Regions from separate parts of the Hordeum vulgare genome. Here region 1 is linked to region 2. Evidence: chromatin contacts called from public Hi-C data. All regions are on one chromosome and are shown on one strand. Each heading gives the region's core, a stretch centred on a gene start, on an enhancer-like site or on the middle of the called end of the contact. The rest is flanking DNA. Distances are from core to core; before and after follow the strand shown. Region 1 holds the start of LOC123426501 (ankyrin repeat and SAM domain-containing protein 6-like). Region 2 holds the start of LOC123426499 (TBC domain-containing protein C1952.17c-like).

Region 1 (5,289 bases), core at 2,471-4,970, 260 kb before region 2:
CTCACTGTGTTTCTACATTGTACTCCAGGGCCATTGTCCTACGCTCTGGATTCCAAGGCAAGGGTAATCTTCTTCCTAGGACCCTGAAAGAACATGCACCTTAAGCTTGACCTCCGCGACTCGAGGCAAAAGAATTACTTTACACTGAAATTAGCATTAACTTACATGCCATATCCCCGGACAAAAATATAAGTGCATGTAGTAGTTCTGTTAAGCAGGTTCGGTCCAGTCCCTCAGCAAAATGATAAATTCTAACTACTCCCTCCGTCCGGAATTACTTGTCACAAAAATGATACAAATGGATGTATCTAGAACTAAAATACATCTAGATACATCCATTCCTAGGACAAGTATTTCCGGACGGAGGGAGTACTTCTGTGTGCTTGTTTAACAGTTGAGTCTACAGTTTATGCAAAGTAAAGCCAAACCATACTGAAATTACTCTTTAGATGAAAGATGTGACAAGCCTAGAAATGCCTATTTTTGCAAGATTAAAGATCGGGCATGATGTGATGCTCTTACCATTGGGATGCCCAACGCCTTGAGATCACTTTCAGTCATGTGACGTAGGGCCGCCATGTCAACCTGCAAAACAACAATTGTCAACCAAAAAGACGGAAAAAAAAAAGTACCGGTTTAGGTAAAGAGTCAAACCTCCTCCGCCTGGAAGGTAATAGAATACTTCTCAAGTCCAAGTGATTTCAGAAAACTGTCGAGTGGACTTTCAGCCTATAAGTTCCAAAAGAAAATATGTTAGATCAGAAAGCAAAACAAGCCAGAAAGTATATTTGAAAAAAATGTTATACCACACATTCCCAAATAAGCAAGCTAACTAACGAGCTACATCATGTACATTTGAAGTTTTATATAACGTGTTCCACATTGAACTCTCTAGTCTTAACCTATATATAACAACACCAGAATTGTAGCAAACTAGAGACGTGGTAATAGTTAATTGTACACACTCCCAAGCCAAAGATGAGTAATTTCAATATACGTTGCCAAGGGACAACTAAAGGAGATAACCCTGTGGTAAAAGGTACCTACTACCAAGGCAACATCCAACATTCAGCAACCCATTGTCGGTTAACTAGGGCAGAGGTTTTGAACAGAACGATTCAGCAGACCCTCATCATGAGTTCTTCATACTGAAGTGTAGCATGACCACTTGACAAATGATAGAGCCAAATGTGATTGTTGCTTTCTTGGAAGCATAACAAAGTGTAAAGCACCATTATCCCTTCATTAAAAGCTTGTATTATGGAAACCAGACTATATAAACACACAAGTTCAGGTGCACATTCGCCTATAGCAAATCCTGCTTCCAGGAGGCACCAAACTTCCACAGGATCCAGCTATAGAAGTACATATGCTTACATGACAGTGGCTAATGGGATTTCTCAAAATTCTATCAAGGTCAGCATACGTGATCCGAGGGAAATGCTGAAAATGCACAATAGGCCATCCTAGTTATCTATGTAGGAAAAGAGGCTGTTCTTTGGGAATGAAATGCTAACGAGAGAGCTTAAACTAAAACACACACACAACAGGCTATCCTAGTAATCTACTCCCTCCGTTCCGAAATATAAGTCTTTTAAGCGATTTTACTAGGCGTCTATATACGGAGCAAAATGATTGAATCTACACTCTAAAGTATGTCTATATACATCCGTATGTAGTCCACTAGTGGAACCTCTAAAAAGACTTATATTTAGAAACGGAGGGAGTATGTAGGAAGAGTGACTGTTCTTTGGGAATGAAATGCTAATGAGAGAGCTTAAACTAAAACACACACACACACAAACTCGTTAATAAATAAAAGCTCAAACCTATGTAATGCAGACAAATATATCACCAGGATCAAGTGTTAATGATGTTCTGTATGGAATAGAAAAACATAGTAAGCTAAGCAAAAATAGCAACATAACATTATCCAAAAGAGTTACGATAAATTTCATGCTTGGCACCAATTATACAGGCCAGTTCCAGCAATTGATCCTTCAAGCTAATCAACCACCAAATAAAGCCTAGCATCAAATGACAAACTCTGGCACATGTGGAAAGCAAGAAGCTCAAAAACTCTGTGTATTACCAACAGATTCCATACCTTTGGCTGAGAACTCTTCTTGGATGATGATGGTTTTGATACTTTCTTACTTTGGCGGACAGGCCTTTCATCAGCATTTTCACGCCTTGTGACTTTCACGACCTCTGATACCGGTTTCCTCTTTTGAGGGTCAACATTTGATGGTTGTGCGTGCATTGTTCCAGATAACATCTCACGTAGATCACGTACCCCGGAACCCTTTTGGCCAGCAAACCCTTGTTGAGAGCTTTTCCTCTGAAGCTTGAATCGCAAATCCCGTGGATCGGCTGATCCTTAAGTGCAGACAGATAAAGTTAAAATGGGACCAAAATAAAAGGTAGCTTGCCTTACTTAATTTAAGATACATCAACATATAGATTACTTGAAGCTGATTCATCATCCCGGTAAAGATCATGCTTCCATTTATCATCAGTTTGTCGTTGCCTACAGGTAGTATACGTCAAGATAATCAATACTCGTGAAATTTGCTAGTCTAGTGAAGTGGGGAAACATGAACAGTACAATGCTCACATGAACTATAGATCCCTTAATAACTGAAACCATGCATGCTAGCAAAGAGCATTGATCTTTCTTTTACAAGCAGGCTTAAACACATCAAGGCTCATGCAGCAAGCTTTACACAGGACGAGTTTATACATGAGGATAGAAGTGAACCAACATGTTATTCACCCTCAATACTTTCAGACTAGAATGTAGGACTGGTTTGTTTAGAAATAACAAACTATCTATCAAATAATCAATAGCAATGCATTGGTGATTGATTCTACAATAGTTCATACCTCAGTTACATAAGCTACTGCTAGATTTAGTAAAACACTGTGTCCAAGGTTTCATCATTAGCTTCTATAGCTCACATAAGCGTTATCCAAGCTCATTCTATAGTCCACACCATGATACTAACCTTATGGAATCACAAATCCTCAGGTAAAACAGTAAAGCAAGCGCTTGACAACAACAAAAAGAAGGATTACCCAGAAACTTAAAGCTGCAATTCCCATGTTATTCTGCATAATGACATAGCATCCAAAAGATCAATTCATGATATATGCCGTGCTGAATCATTGAATCTGACACCACAATTCCCATCGCTCAGACAAACGACACACGTCACGCAGCTCAAAGCTCGTCCCTACTCTCCAGCACCTAAATTCTAACATGAACGAAGCCATGGAATCTAGGGGCGGCGCCTTCAGCCCGAGCAACCTAAAATAACGCCCTAATTTCCACCATCCCTTAGCACATAGGAGCGCACAGAGCGAGAAGCCCTGAGCTAAGGTTACAGATGGAGCCGTATCAACGATATGGAAGGAGCGGGTGGGAGCGGAGCTTAAGCTGACCTCTTGGACAGCGCGTTACGAGCCCGGCCGGTGGAGTCCGCGCCGCCGCGGCCGGAGGGGAGGTCGGCGTCAAGGCGGTCGTGGATGGAGCGCTTGCGGCCGGTGGAGATCTGGTCCGCATACATCTCTGTCCCTGTTCCTACCTGCGAGGGGAGGGTAATTGGTCTAGGGTTTCGACTTTCGAGCCGACACGAGATGAGGGAGGGAAGAGAAAGGAGGAGGGACGGTGGAGAGGCGGAGGAGATGAACGAACGGAGGCAAATGGCCGGTGGGGCTGGGATGCGGGACCCAGCTGTCTGTGCACGGTTTATTGGAGAACGATGGCTTTTTGACGCTTGAGAGTCTAGCTCAACGGGAAAAAAAATACAGGCCTCTATCTCAGTAAACATGGATCAAGACCCAAAGGTCACGTCCTTCATTTCAGCACATCGCGATATCCATGTCACCGTTTATCCTGTTTCGCGTCTTCGTTGATAATGATTGTGATGTTTATCTAATCACAATATGTAAAAACATGATTAACCCAAACACAACAAGCTCAACCACCGCACGATACACTTGTCATTCAACCATGCCAAAGTAAGGTAATGTTGAATATTTTCAAAATTTTACGTGTAGAAGACTAACGTCTTGCTTACCTTGAAATTTGGATGGATGGACAAATCCAAACCGCTACGCGGGCTGTAATCGGGTGGACGCTATTGCTGGTTGTGTACGACCTTGCAGCCACATGGCAGAGGGATGACGTTGTCAGTCTGGTGGCATTCATGCCAAGACGTCAGCGAGCCGCTCTAAACACCCGCTGCAAGGTCATTTTCCTCGCTCTACTCATCAGGAAACGCCGACAGAGCTGAGCCGATGTGGCTATGAACGGACCTCGCAATAGATTGGTAGCGGGCGAGGGTGGCAGTGGTGCGGTAAGGACGTGGAGACTCATGGCTAGGTAGGAGAGAAGGTCAAGGTTTGGGCTTTATCGTCGGTCTCGGCACACCTCTTCCTCCATGGAAGCCATGTCGGCTAGCCATGCTTCCATGCTCTCCGTGTTCGAAATCGATCAGTGCACGGATACCCAAATGAATTATCTCGTTGGATTGTCGTGAGATCACTAACCTCATTCAACGGTTGCGTCTGCTGCTCCTCCGTCACGTGGCATATTCATGAAAGAGCTTAGGAAAGGTTCGACTTTGACGAGAGTCTAGATCGAGATCCATAAAAAAGATGTACAAACAAAGATTCTAGTATCGTATGACGTATGAACAAAACACGGACACATGCATATTATAGGACGGCTTGATCAACAAGGCCGCAACCCGGCACTTGCGTGTCTCCACGTTTGATCGTTGATCGTAAGCGTGGTATCCCCTTATTTATGGAGCATAGCAAACATGTAGAAAAGTTACATGCCATCATAGGATTTTGATCTCGTATATATGTGATGTATGAAGCAAAAAAAATCATAGAGAGTGGATTGATGCTCAAAAAGGTTAGGGGTTTTAGTGCAAAAGTGCTTGAGGAATAAGAATATTACCTTCCTTTTTGAATTGTTTAGACTGCTATAATTATTATTAAAAGTTAGACATATAAAAAACAAAGTTTTTTTACTTATGGGTGATAAAGTGGATAACTTACTAGAACTGTACGAACAACTTAGAGTTTGACTATTCGTCACCTTAGGTGAGGAATAATTATCTTCACCCCCTTCTATATTAACTTTAATTCAATATAATTTATATTTTGTAAAAAATTTATTATTTTATACGTAAAAAAAATACCGTAAGTAAATATACAATCACCCTAAAAGATATTTTATGTCTCGTAAAATTACAAACATAAAAACATAACGTA
Region 2 (5,242 bases), core at 337-2,836:
TTTTTCCAGTTCATACGCCCACAGAGCATGATCCATTGGCAAGTACCCCAAGAGAAGCTGCTAACTATCAAGAAAGTCAAATAAATTTGTAACATATTATAAGAAGGAAAAAAATATCAACCACACCAGCAGACTAAATTCACAATATCGATTTTACCTCAAATACTTGCCATTTGTTCAACAGTTTCTTCTAATCTAAACCTATAACAGTAGCTACTCTCAAACCTCTAGATAAAAATTGGAGCATGGTTCCAAATTATGATATGCAATGAAATAAATTCATAAAAATAGCAAAGAAATGCAAAACAGAAGGAAAAACTACAGACTCATTTATTTTTGCTCCTGGGAAGATCTCGACAAGCTTGAGAATATATTTTTCCCTAGTTGAGAACTTGGCATCAGAAGTCTATTCATGAACCAATCTAGAATATTTGAAAACCATGTTCTATTTGTGAATCAATTGTTCAAGGACTTATTCATGGAATATAAGTAAATTCCATGAGCGCTTCATGAAATATGCGAGTCCATGGTGAAGTAAGCATAAATGTTCATATTTCATTACAAATGATGCATAAGTTTCAAGACCAATCACATGAAGGTATTTTTTTTGTCATAAATCTAATGTGTGGCATTCCGACCAAACGATACTACCCTCATTTAGATGAACCAAGCATGGCAGCCCCATCCTAGACTCAATTGGGGCATCATGCCATATATGGAATCAACAAAGATCATACGAGGCCATCAACAAGCATCAGGGCTTAAAAATGTACTTCCTCTATACCTAAATAATTGTAGTTGGGGAGAACTACGATTATTTAGGTACAGAGGGAGTAACTCTTAAACTTTCTTGCCAATGTCATGTCATATCACTAGTATGTGAACGAGAGAGCAAACACTTGGCCAGACCCAAGCAAACTGCACAAACACATAGGGAAAAAATGATACGAAGAAAATGGGAGAATTCCCAGACCTTCCAGACAACAGGCCGCAGGGCGGGGTCGTCTGGCACGCCCTGGCACGCGAGCCTCCGCAGCTCTGCCAGATCCACCACCTTCCTTTCCAGCTACACGCAGCGATACACAAGGAAACGAACGAACAAGTTACAAACCAAAGCTAAACAGCGAAGTCCCGTGACTCGACCGGGAGAGGCCAACACTCACCGCCGCTTTGAAGTCCGCGACGAGGTGGGTCCGGGAGGAGGTGGCCGCGCCATCGTCCACGCCGACGCTGTCGGAGTCGGAGTCAGAGCTTGCACCGTCGCGCCGCGCGGGTTGACGAGGGGGCGGCGGGGTCGGATCGAGCTGCGGCTTGGGAGGGGGAGGGGGGGGAGGGGAGGGGGCGCGGGGAGGGGAGCGGTGGCGCGGGGTAGGGGCAGGGGTGGACCAGATCGGGCTGTTGAGCCAGTCCGGGACTGCCTTCTGCCTGGGTGTCGATGTGGGGTTTGGGTTGGCGCCGTCGGCCATGGCGGCTGCTGAGGCCGGGGGAGATGGTGCCGGTGGCGGCGATGGGTTTAGGAGTTGGGAATGGGGAGGAGTCCCCCGGATCGGAGGGGACGGGTGGGTTGGACTTGGACCGGTCGGTGCCTCGGTGTTCTTCTCTTCTCCAGCTTTCTTTTCCTCTTTTTTTTCTTTTTTTCTTTTGAGGAGAAAGCTGCTGCTTGGCTGACATTCAGTCACCTGGTGTTTTAATGTTTTCATGAGTACTAATTGTTAGGAATTAATTAAATACATTAATTAAGGGATAATCTCTGCTATGTCGGTTGCTTTAGTTTAGCAACTGCTCCTTGTAACCGTCTTTGTACTGGGGTATATATACCCACATCTTCAATCAATGAGACAGCGATTTCATCATTTGCTCTTCATCTCTTCTTCTACTCTTCACACGTTAACTGTTGGGGAACGTCGCATGGGAAACAAAAAATTTCCTACGCGCACGAAGACCTATCATGGTGATGTCCATCTACGAGAGGGGATGAGTGATCTACGTACCCTTGTAGACCGTACAGCAGAAGCGTTAGTGAACGCGGTTGATGTAGTGAAACGTCCTCACGTCCCTCGATCCGCCCCGCGAACCGTCCCGCGATCAGTCCCGCGATCTAGTGCCGAACGGACGGCACCTCCGCGTTCAGCACACGTACAACTCGACGATGATCTCGGCCTTCTTGATCCAGCAAGAGAGACTGAGAGGTAGAAGAGTTCTCCGGCAGCGTGACGGCGCTCCGGAGGTTGGTGATGATCTTGTCTCAGCAGGGCTCCGCCCGAGCTCCGCAGAAACGCGATCTAGAGGAAAAACCGTGGAGGTATGTGGTCGGGCTGCCGTGGAAAAGTCATCTCAAATCAGCCCTAAAACCTCCGTATATATAGGTGGGAGAGGGGAGACCTTGCCTTGGGGCTCAAGGAGCCCCAAGGGGCTCGACCGAGCCAAAGGGGGGAAGGACTCCCCCCCAAACCGAGTCCTACTTGGTTTGGTGGGTGGAGTCCTTCTTTCCTTTCCCACCTCCTCCTTTTTTTTTCTCTTTGATTTTTCTTCCAATGCGCATAGGGCCCTTTTAGGCTGTCCCACCAGCCCACCAAGGGCTGGTGCGCCACCCTCAAGGCCTATGGGCTTCCCCGGGGTGGGTTGCCCCCCCGGTGAACTCCCGGAACCCATTCGTCATTCCCGGTACATTCCCGGTAACTCCGAAAACCTTCCGGTAATCAAATGAGGTCATCCTGTATATCAATCTTCGTTTCCGGACCATTCCGGAAACCCTCGTGATGTCCGTGATCTCATCCGGGACTCCGAACAACATTCGGTAACCAACCATATAACTCAAATACGCATAATGCGGGTTCGAGAACTATGTAGACATGACCCGAGAGACTCCTCGGTCAATATCCAATAGCGGGACCTGGATGCCCATATTGGATCCTACATATTCTACGAAGATCTTATCGTTTGAACCTCAGTGCCAAGGATTCATATAATCCCGTATGTCATTCCCTTCGTCCTTCGGTATGTTACTTGCCCGAGATTCGATCGTCAGTATCCGCATACCTATTTCAATCTCGTTCACCGGCAAGTCTCTTTACTCGTTCCGTAATACAAGATCACGCAACTTACACTAAGTTACATTGCTTGCAAGGCTTGTGTGTGATGTTGTATTACCGAGTGGGCCCGAGATACCTCTCCGTCACACGGAGTGACAAATCCCAGTCTTGATCCATACTAACTCAACGAACACCTTCGGAGATACCTGTAGAGCATCTTTATAGTCACCCAGTTACGTTGCGACGTTTGATACACATAAAGTATTCCTCCGGTGTTAGTTTGTTATATGATCTCATGGTCATAGGAACAAATACTTGACACGCAGAAAACAGTAGCAACAAAATGACACGATCAACATGCTACGTCTATTAGTTTGGGTCTAGTCCATCACGTGATTCTCCTAATGACGTGATCCAGTTATCAAGCAACAACACCTTGTTCATAATCAGAAGACACTGACTATCTTTGATCAACTGGCTAGCCAACTAGAGGCTTGCTAGGGACAGTGTTTTGTCTATGTATCCACACATGTAAATGAGTCTTCATTCAATACAATTATAGCATGGATAATAAACGATTATCTTGATACAGGAATTATAATAATAACTATATTTATTATTGCCTCTAGGGCATAATTCCAACAGTCTCCCACTTGCACTAGAGTCAATAATCTAGCCCTCACATCATCATGTGAATTACATTGTAATAAATCTAACACCCATACAGTTCTGGTGTTGATCATGCTTTGGCCGTGGAAGAGGTTTAGTCAGCGGGTCTGCTACATTCAGATCCGTGTGCACTTTGCATATATTTACGTCCTCCCCTTCGACGTAGTCGCGGATGAGGTTGAAGCGTCGTTTGATGTGTCTGGACTTCTTGTGAAACCGTGGTTCCTTTGCTAAGGCAATGGCACCCGTGTTGTCACAGAACAAGGTTATTGGATTGAGTGCGCTTGGCACCACTCCAAGATCCGTCATGAACTGCTTCATCCAGACACCCTCCTTCGCCGCCTCCGAGGCAGCCATGTACTCCGCTTCACATGTAGAATCTGCTACGACGCTTTGCTTGGAACTGCACCACCTTACCGCACCCCCATTAAGAATAAATACGTATCCGGTTTGCGACTTAGAGTCGCCCGGATCTGTGTCAAAGCTTGCATCGACGTAACCTTTTACGGCGAGCTTTTCGTCACCTCCATACACGAGAAACATCTCCTTAGTCCTTTTCGGGTACTTCAGGATAGTCTTGACCGCCGTCCAGTGATCCACTCCTGGATTACTCTGGAACCTACCTGCCATACTTATGGCCAGGCTAACGTCCGGTCTAGTACACATCATTGCATACATGATAGAGCCTATGGCTGAAGCATAGGGGACGGAGCGCATATGCTCTCTATCCTCATCAGTTGCTGGGCACTGAGTCTTACTCAATCTCGTACCTTGTAAAACTGGCAAGAACCCCTTCTTGGACTGTTCCATTTTGAACCTCTTCAAAACTTTATCAAGGTATGTGCTTTGTGAAAGTCCTATCAGGCGTTTTGATCTATCCCTATATATCTTAATGCCTAGAATGTAAGCAGCTTCTCCCAGGTCCTTCATAGAGAAACTTTTATTCAAGTAATCCTTTATGCTCTCCAAAAACTCTACGTTGTTTCCAATCAACAATATGTCATCCACATATAATATTAGAAACGCCACAGAGCTCCCACTCACTTTCTTGTAAATACAAGATTCTCCAACCACTTGTATAAACCCAAATGCTTTGATCACCTCATCAAAGCGTTTGTTCCAACTCCGAGATGCTTGCACCAGTCCATAAATGGATCGCTGAAGCTTGCACACCTTGTTAGCATTCTTAGGATCGACAAAACCTTCGGGTTGCATCATATACAATTCTTCCTTAAGGAAACCGTTAAGGAACGCCGTTTTGACATCCATCTGCCAGATTTCATAATCGAAAAATGCAGCTATTGCTAACATGATTCTGACTGACTTAAGCATCGCTACGGGTGAGAATGTCTCATCGTAGTCAACTCCTTGAACTTGTGAAAAACCCTTTGCCACAAGTCGAGCTTTATAAACGGTCACATTGCCGTCAGCGTCCGTCTTCCTCTTAAAGATCCATTTGTTCTGAATAGCCTTGCGGCCCTCAGGCAGTACCTCCAAAGTCCACACTTTGTTCTCATACATGGATCCTATCTTGGACTTCA

Evidence for each region. A called contact is a pair of places that touch in the nucleus more often than the background predicts.
Region 1: a Hi-C map of leaf shows a contact between it and region 2, with 7 times the contacts expected there. The contact joins the promoter of LOC123426501 here to the promoter of LOC123426499 in region 2. A contact is called at or near these places in 5 of 6 Hi-C or Micro-C datasets (leaf and seedling) and 1 of 1 datasets of contacts at active chromatin or transcription factors (embryo).

Annotation. Positions count from the first base shown.
Region 1 is chr2H:424,962,986-424,968,274 of MorexV3_pseudomolecules_assembly, reverse strand. LOC123426501 (ankyrin repeat and SAM domain-containing protein 6-like) reads right to left here and starts at 3,720. Exons shown (of 6, transcript XM_045110342.1): 1 at 3,445-3,720; 2 at 2,469-2,530; 3 at 2,108-2,379; 4 at 655-729; 5 at 523-585; 6 at 1-83. The coding sequence starts at 3,569. The coding sequence ends at 39.
Region 2 is chr2H:424,696,504-424,701,745 of MorexV3_pseudomolecules_assembly, reverse strand. LOC123426499 (TBC domain-containing protein C1952.17c-like) reads right to left here and starts at 1,586. Exons shown (of 9, transcript XM_045110340.1): 1 at 1,164-1,586; 2 at 974-1,066; 3 at 1-57. The coding sequence starts at 1,466.